Linked DNA regions of Mus musculus: region 1 is linked to region 2. Evidence: chromatin contacts called from public HiChIP or PLAC-seq data. All regions are on one chromosome and are shown on one strand. Each heading gives the region's core, a stretch centred on a gene start, on an enhancer-like site or on the middle of the called end of the contact. The rest is flanking DNA. Distances are from core to core; before and after follow the strand shown. Region 1 has its middle 66 kb from the start of Gm52667. Region 2 overlaps Pde4b (phosphodiesterase 4B, cAMP specific).

Evidence for each region. HiChIP or PLAC-seq counts read pairs in DNA pulled down with a chosen protein or histone mark.
Region 1: a contact with region 2 is called in an H3K27ac HiChIP or PLAC-seq map of heart atrium, with 5 read pairs. The contact joins two enhancer-like sites. A contact is called at or near these places in 7 of 39 promoter capture datasets (the 3T3-L1 cell line, HPC-7-derived erythroid cells, hippocampal neurons and 3 more), 3 of 15 datasets of contacts at CTCF or cohesin (CD8 T cells, large pre-B cells and pro-B cells), 50 of 484 Hi-C or Micro-C datasets (the 3T3-L1 cell line, 3T3-L1-derived adipocytes, B cells and 28 more) and 14 of 115 datasets of contacts at active chromatin or transcription factors (the 230-238 cell line, CD8 T cells, the HPC-7 cell line and 10 more).

The regions. Positions count from the first base shown.
Region 1 is chr4:102,634,185-102,637,194 of GRCm38.p6, reverse strand. No RefSeq gene overlaps it. Among named protein-coding and RNA genes, the nearest start is that of Gm52667, 66 kb to the right of the region's middle. Within about 2 kb of position 1,649, at least 55 of the 459 cell types and tissues checked have an H3K27ac peak or open chromatin away from gene starts, as enhancers often do. A contact at or near this core is called in group 2 innate lymphoid cells, heart atrium, memory CD8 T cells and 2 more, where this site is marked.
Region 2 is chr4:102,492,628-102,495,576 of GRCm38.p6, reverse strand. All of the region lies in intron 2 of Pde4b (phosphodiesterase 4B, cAMP specific), which reads right to left. Among named protein-coding and RNA genes, the nearest start is that of Gm52668, 21 kb to the left of the region's middle. Within about 2 kb of position 1,591, at least 40 of the 459 cell types and tissues checked have an H3K27ac peak or open chromatin away from gene starts, as enhancers often do. A contact at or near this core is called in group 2 innate lymphoid cells, heart atrium, memory CD8 T cells and 2 more, where this site is marked.

The DNA.
Region 1 (3,010 bases), core at 400-2,899, 140 kb before region 2:
GTGAAGCTCAGAGAAGTTGCCATCAAATCTGAAGTCAAGGCTTTTTGTTAGATGGCAGTTCTAGTTTGTTCAGTCAGAGCGGCCTCAGTTGCTGCTTGGGTGGAGTAGGGGCAGAAAACTTTCCCCATGCTAGCCATCCTATGTGGGTTCATTTTAAGACTAGACTGGTCAAGTAGAGAATTATTGGTTCAGTGGAGTCTTGGCATGCAAGCAGGACACTTTCAATAATGGGCTAGAGCCTTTGTGGTTGTGCACGTCACCATAACTCACCATCTCCGATACATCTGTAAAGTGAGAATAGAAATGACTTGCTTCCCATTTCATGATCCAAATTAGTCCCTTGAAAACCTTTCAAACGATAACATATATCCTGTTTGAAGGGAATTTATAAATCAAATATATGATTTTAAGCTCCAGCGTCTGCCCATGCCAACAATGTACTCAGGCATCCACTGAGTTTTCTAGGGTCTTCAGAGCACTGTTTACTCTAAAGAAGGTAGTGATTCCAAATGGCAAGCTGCTTCTTCTAGCCTATAATAATCCCAGGTCACCTGGATTGTTCTGTCTACTACTAACTAATATATGCTATGTTATCAGCAAAGCTAGTGGCGTATCAATGCTATTGGAGTTGTACTGAAGGCCAGCGGAGGGGCTGGAAGAAGATATCGAAGCCTGGTTTGGGATACAGGTTGTGAGATGGTTTTGTCTCTCAGGAGAACTATAAGTGATGTGCTTGGTTAGAAACTCTGATAGAAGCAGCTGAGGAAAGGAGTGAGATTGGCATCACAGGTCATTTTGGTAGGGACAGGGCAGTCCCAAACATACTACAAACATCCCTGGGTGGGCCGGAACTCTAAGTCTACACACTGATACTGTCTACGTGAGCCCCTGAACTCTCTGCATGGTATATGATTGACTCTTTGGAATGTGACCAGAGCACGGCCTCTCACTCGTTCTCAAAAGATAAGAGAGGGGAAGCAAGGATAGTGAGTGGGTGGTGTTGACATACTGCCTTCCTCGTGTGGTCAGATGGGCTAGTAGAATGGTTAGGGGATGTTATATTTTTTTGCAGGAAAGACGTGGCATTATCTCAGAACCATCTGGTGGCAGTAGGAATGAGAAGGGACAGGAGGTTGTGAGCGGTGGTCACGTAGCCTTGTATTGCTGTTTGCAAACACCAACAATCGAGTCATTTCCTGCCAGAAGGTCAGGGGATAACTCAGTCTCAGGGAAAGAATAGAGCACTGGTGAGTGAGGGCAAGATCCTGCAGAGGCTGGAGGGGGTCTTCTGTCGAGAAAACTTGGAGACATGGAGATGAGTGAAACATCTTAGAATGTGGGCAAAATCTCTGAGTGTGTTGAATTTACATAGTCTTCCAATTAGATCTTTCCACAGGAGACAGATGTGAATTCATCTGAGTTGGTGGTGCGCGTCAGGGTCCGATGACATTGGTGACTCCCGTGGCTGCTGTTCCACCCAGACCTCTTGTTATATCCACTGTAACTATGATTGCAGGTTTGGAATAGCCTGCAATTTTAAGGTATTGAGATAGTTCACATAAAATACAGATTTGTGGCTACTCTTCAAGCAAGGAAGGGGCCATTTGGGTTGATGCTCTCATGTAACAACATCCGGCTGCGGCTGAGCAGCTGCTGTTTCCAGAAGCAACCACGTTCTGCTGGCCCACATTCCTCACTGACCACTTCACTCAGAGTTTCCGTGAGCCCCGTGTTTGTAGCTGCTTATCCACAACACAACCGCCGAGAAGGCTGCATGGCACTCACGTGTCCCAGACACAGCTTTCTCCCTGAACATTCCTACAGAGTGCTGGCAGCACGTAGGACCTTAATACATATTTGTTTAATAACAGAGAGGGAGGGAACATAGCTCTGTCAATGCAGGGCAGATCTGTGTTTAAACCTAAGCTGTTTGATCATGGGGGGAAGTTATTGAATTGTCTAAGCCTCTGTTTTCCTCATTCGTAAAACCAGGATAAAAACTCTCATCCTCTAGGGCTGTCTAAGAGAATATACACACACAGCCAGCACATAGTGGGCCCCCAATATATTGAATGCCTGAAATCATATTTATTCAAAGGACTGTATTCTATGGAACTTTGGTTGGAATAAAGTAAAAATTCATTTTTTTTTTAATCAAGCCAACAAGAGAATTGTGGAGAGCTAGAAAGGAATCTCACACTGTGGTAGAAAAAACCATTGCCTTGAAGTAAGGGCTGGGTGGGCAGAGACTGATGCCTTCCCCTGAGAGCAGCAGCATAATTCACAACCATAGAGAGAAAGCTGTTGGGAAACAGTCTTTAGGTTGGATTGACCTTAGAGACAAACACATCTTATACGTATTAAACACTTTTCTAGGCTTCTGAACATATCAGGGACCTTGATTTCTTCATCAGAAAAGGAAGATGATAATACCTATGGTGGGGGGGGGGGGGTTCTGTCTGATGACATACAAATCCATGCAACATGCTGGACACATTGGCCGGACAATGAATGCTCAGTAAGAGGTGCATGAATTTCTAAGAGAGGGGGAAGCATTGAAGGTCGCTGTCCTGAGCACATGACCCTTTGTTCTGTCACCTTAGTGAACAGCTCCTGGGCATCTGCTTTCTTTTCGGTTCCATTTAGGATTCTAAAATCCTTTCAGGATTATCAGTGTTGGCTGCTGACAGCCCATCACCAAATTCCTCTCTTGGACCCCATTGGAGAGGAGTTAGGGGAAGGAGCTGAAGGGGTTTGCAACCCCACAGGAAGAACAACAATATCAACCAACCAGACCCCCCCCAAAAAAGCTCCCAGGGACTAAACCACCAACCAAAGAGTACACATGGAGGGACCCATGGCTCTAGCTGCGTATGTAGTGGTGGATGGCCTTATCTAGCATCAATTGGTCCTGTGGAGACTTGATGCTCCAACACAAGAAAACGCTATGGTGGTGAGATGGGGGTGAGTGGGTGGGGGAGCTCCCTTATAGAAGCAGGGGTGATGGGGG
Region 2 (2,949 bases), core at 342-2,841:
AGAGCATCTGAGAAAATAGTCATGAGAAAAACAAAAAAAAAAAGTGCAGAGGACTTGGGAATTTTCATGGGACCCATGGAGCTTTAGGGTACATGCTGAGTTTAAGGTGATCAGGGTCACCCAGGTGGCACTACGGACTAGGATGGTGGTGTTAACAAGGGATTGATACTACAGAGTTAGGCTTCGCCAAGGCGGGAGGGAGAGCTATGGTGGGGGGATGACTTTGTTCATGGCAGTATCTGTAGTTAAGGAGGCCAGAGGAGAGGCTCAGGGGTTTCAGAAAGGGACTAAAAGCAGAGAGAATAAAAATGGAGTCAGAAATGATTGTTAGAAATGGCATGTGGTAACTTGCACCCCAACTGCCTGCATTTTCATATGGCAAACGTCCAGATGGGTGAAAGATCTTCCTGTCCAGATTTTCGAGATAAAGCTGACATAGTTCATAATATGCAAGGGTGAGTTGGAGCCCAGGGAAATTGATTCAGAGTTATGCAGATCTTCAGTGACCCTGGATATCTGGTGTTTAATTACGGAATGGAAGTCAAGTCATTTAGGGAGACAGACAGTGCAACACACACTGAGCTGGGTGTCAAATCATCCAATAAGACACAGGCATATCAACTCACATGGAGCTGATGTGGGGCAAGTGATCTGGAGAGGGAGTATGACTATAGAAATTCACAATTAAAGAGGGTGCACAGCACAGCACAGCACAGCACAGCACAGCGCAGCTCAGCACAGCACACTACAGCACAGCACAGCACAGCACAGCGCAGCACAGCACAGCACAGCACAGCGCAGCACAGCCCAGCGTAGCCCAGCGCAGCCCAGCGCAGCCCAGCGCAGCCCACCGCAGCCCAGCACAGCCCAGCCCAGCACAGCACAGCACAGCACAGCACAGCACAGCACAGCACAGCACAGCACAGCACAGCACAGCACAGCACAGCTCAGTACAACACAGCACAGCTCAGTACAACACAGCACAACACAGCATAACATAGCATAGCCCAGCCCAGCCCAGCCCAGCCCAGCCCAGCCCAGCCCAGCCCAGCCCAGCCCAGCGCAGCGCAGCCCAGCGCAGCCCAGCGCAGCCCAGCGCAGCCCAGCACAGCACAGCACAGCTCAGCACAGCACAGCACAGCACAGCACAGCTCAGCACAGCTCAGTACAACACAGCACAACACAGCATAACACAGCATAGCCCAGCCCAGCCCAGCCCAGCCCAGCCCAGCCCAGCGCAGCGTAGCACAGCACAGCACAGCTCAGCACAGCACAGCACAGCACAGCACAGCACAGCACAGCACACACAGCACAGCGCAGTGCAGCGCAGCGCAGCACAGCACAGGGCAGCACAGCACAGCACACACAGCACACACAGCACAGCACAGCACAGCACAGCACAGCACAGCACAGCACAGCACAGCACAGCACAGCACAGCTCAGCACAGCACAGCACACACAGCACACACAGCACAGCACAGCACAGCACAGCACAGCACAGCACAGCACAGCTCAGCACAGCACAGCACAGCACAGCACAGCACAGCACAGCACAGCTCAGCGCAGCTCAGCACAGCTCAGTACAACACAGCACAACACAGCACAGCACAGCATCAGCAAAGCTTTCCCAGGGGACTTCCTTTTGGAGTTCTGACAGCAGGATATTCAGAAACTTTGCGGGGAGGGAGGAGGTATATTGGCAGATCACCTGCACTGGCTCTGTAAGATCGTTAGAGTGACTAACCTAATGCTGTAGGTCAAATAATAGCCAATAGAGATATAAGCAGATGTAGAGCAAGTATCAAGGAAGAAACTAAGTAAAATGAAACAAACAAACAAAAAATCTAGATTACAAAACTATTTTGAAATCATAATATGTTATTTTGTAAGTTAAGAATAGACTTCAATTGCAATAGAAAAATATTTGACTATGGAAACTGATTGATTGATTGATCGATTGACTGGTTGATTTCCCAGCTCACTGGAGAAAGCAGTTTAAGCATCTCAACAGCAAAGTGGAATTTTCAGAACTGTTACACAAGCACCCTCTAGTGACAGAATTGGAACATTACACCCTTACAAACTAACTTGAGGACTCCCAAGTATGGAATGACATCTTGCAATTGGATCTTGGAATTGAGTGTGTAGGTCATATCTTAACCATGAAATGGCTTTTTAAAATGCAATAAAAAATGCTGATTCTTACCACCATACTCTGAGTTTTAACTTACTCCCCATTTCTCTGTTTCATTACAATATGTGGAATTGTCTTGCACTAATAGTTGCCTTGAGCCTGTCTTCTACAGATTAGAACTGCAGTCATTGGAAGCACACCTACTGCCTCTGGCCAGTGTTGTCTTGTTTCTAAGATAGTATTATCATCCATGAGAGTTAAACAAGCTGTGTCTTAACTTCTTCATCTGCATACGGGGTTCTGTGAGCAATGAGGTAGCCCTCAGTAGTGGATCTTTATTATGGTAATTAGGCAGTTGCCTGCCTGTCTTCTGCCTCTTTAAGATTTGTATGACTGGCCCTATTGCAGTCTGTACAACTTATGTTTCTATTGTATAGTATAGTTACAAAATGCTTTCACGGACATTGCTGTGTGTAACAGACGGAAGAGCCTAATCGTTAATGAACGATGTTAATTCCAGATGCAGCATGCTGGCCCGGTGGAAAGCTTTTCTCTGCCTCATCCCACAAGCATCCACTAAGCCCTGTCAGGCAATTTGCAAATATTTATTAATTGCCCACCAAGCCTTCACTGCTGTCAGTCCATGCTCTTGAGATTATATGCACAGGAGGCCACAGTTGCCCCTAGCTGCTTGCTTAGTTAGGTTCTCTAGTGTTGTCTTTCTTTCTGAAGGTGTTAATGCTACTAACTCTCAAGCTCCTGAGATGGTTTGCAAACCAGACACCTCTTGATGGTCTCCCTACAGGATGTTTTGA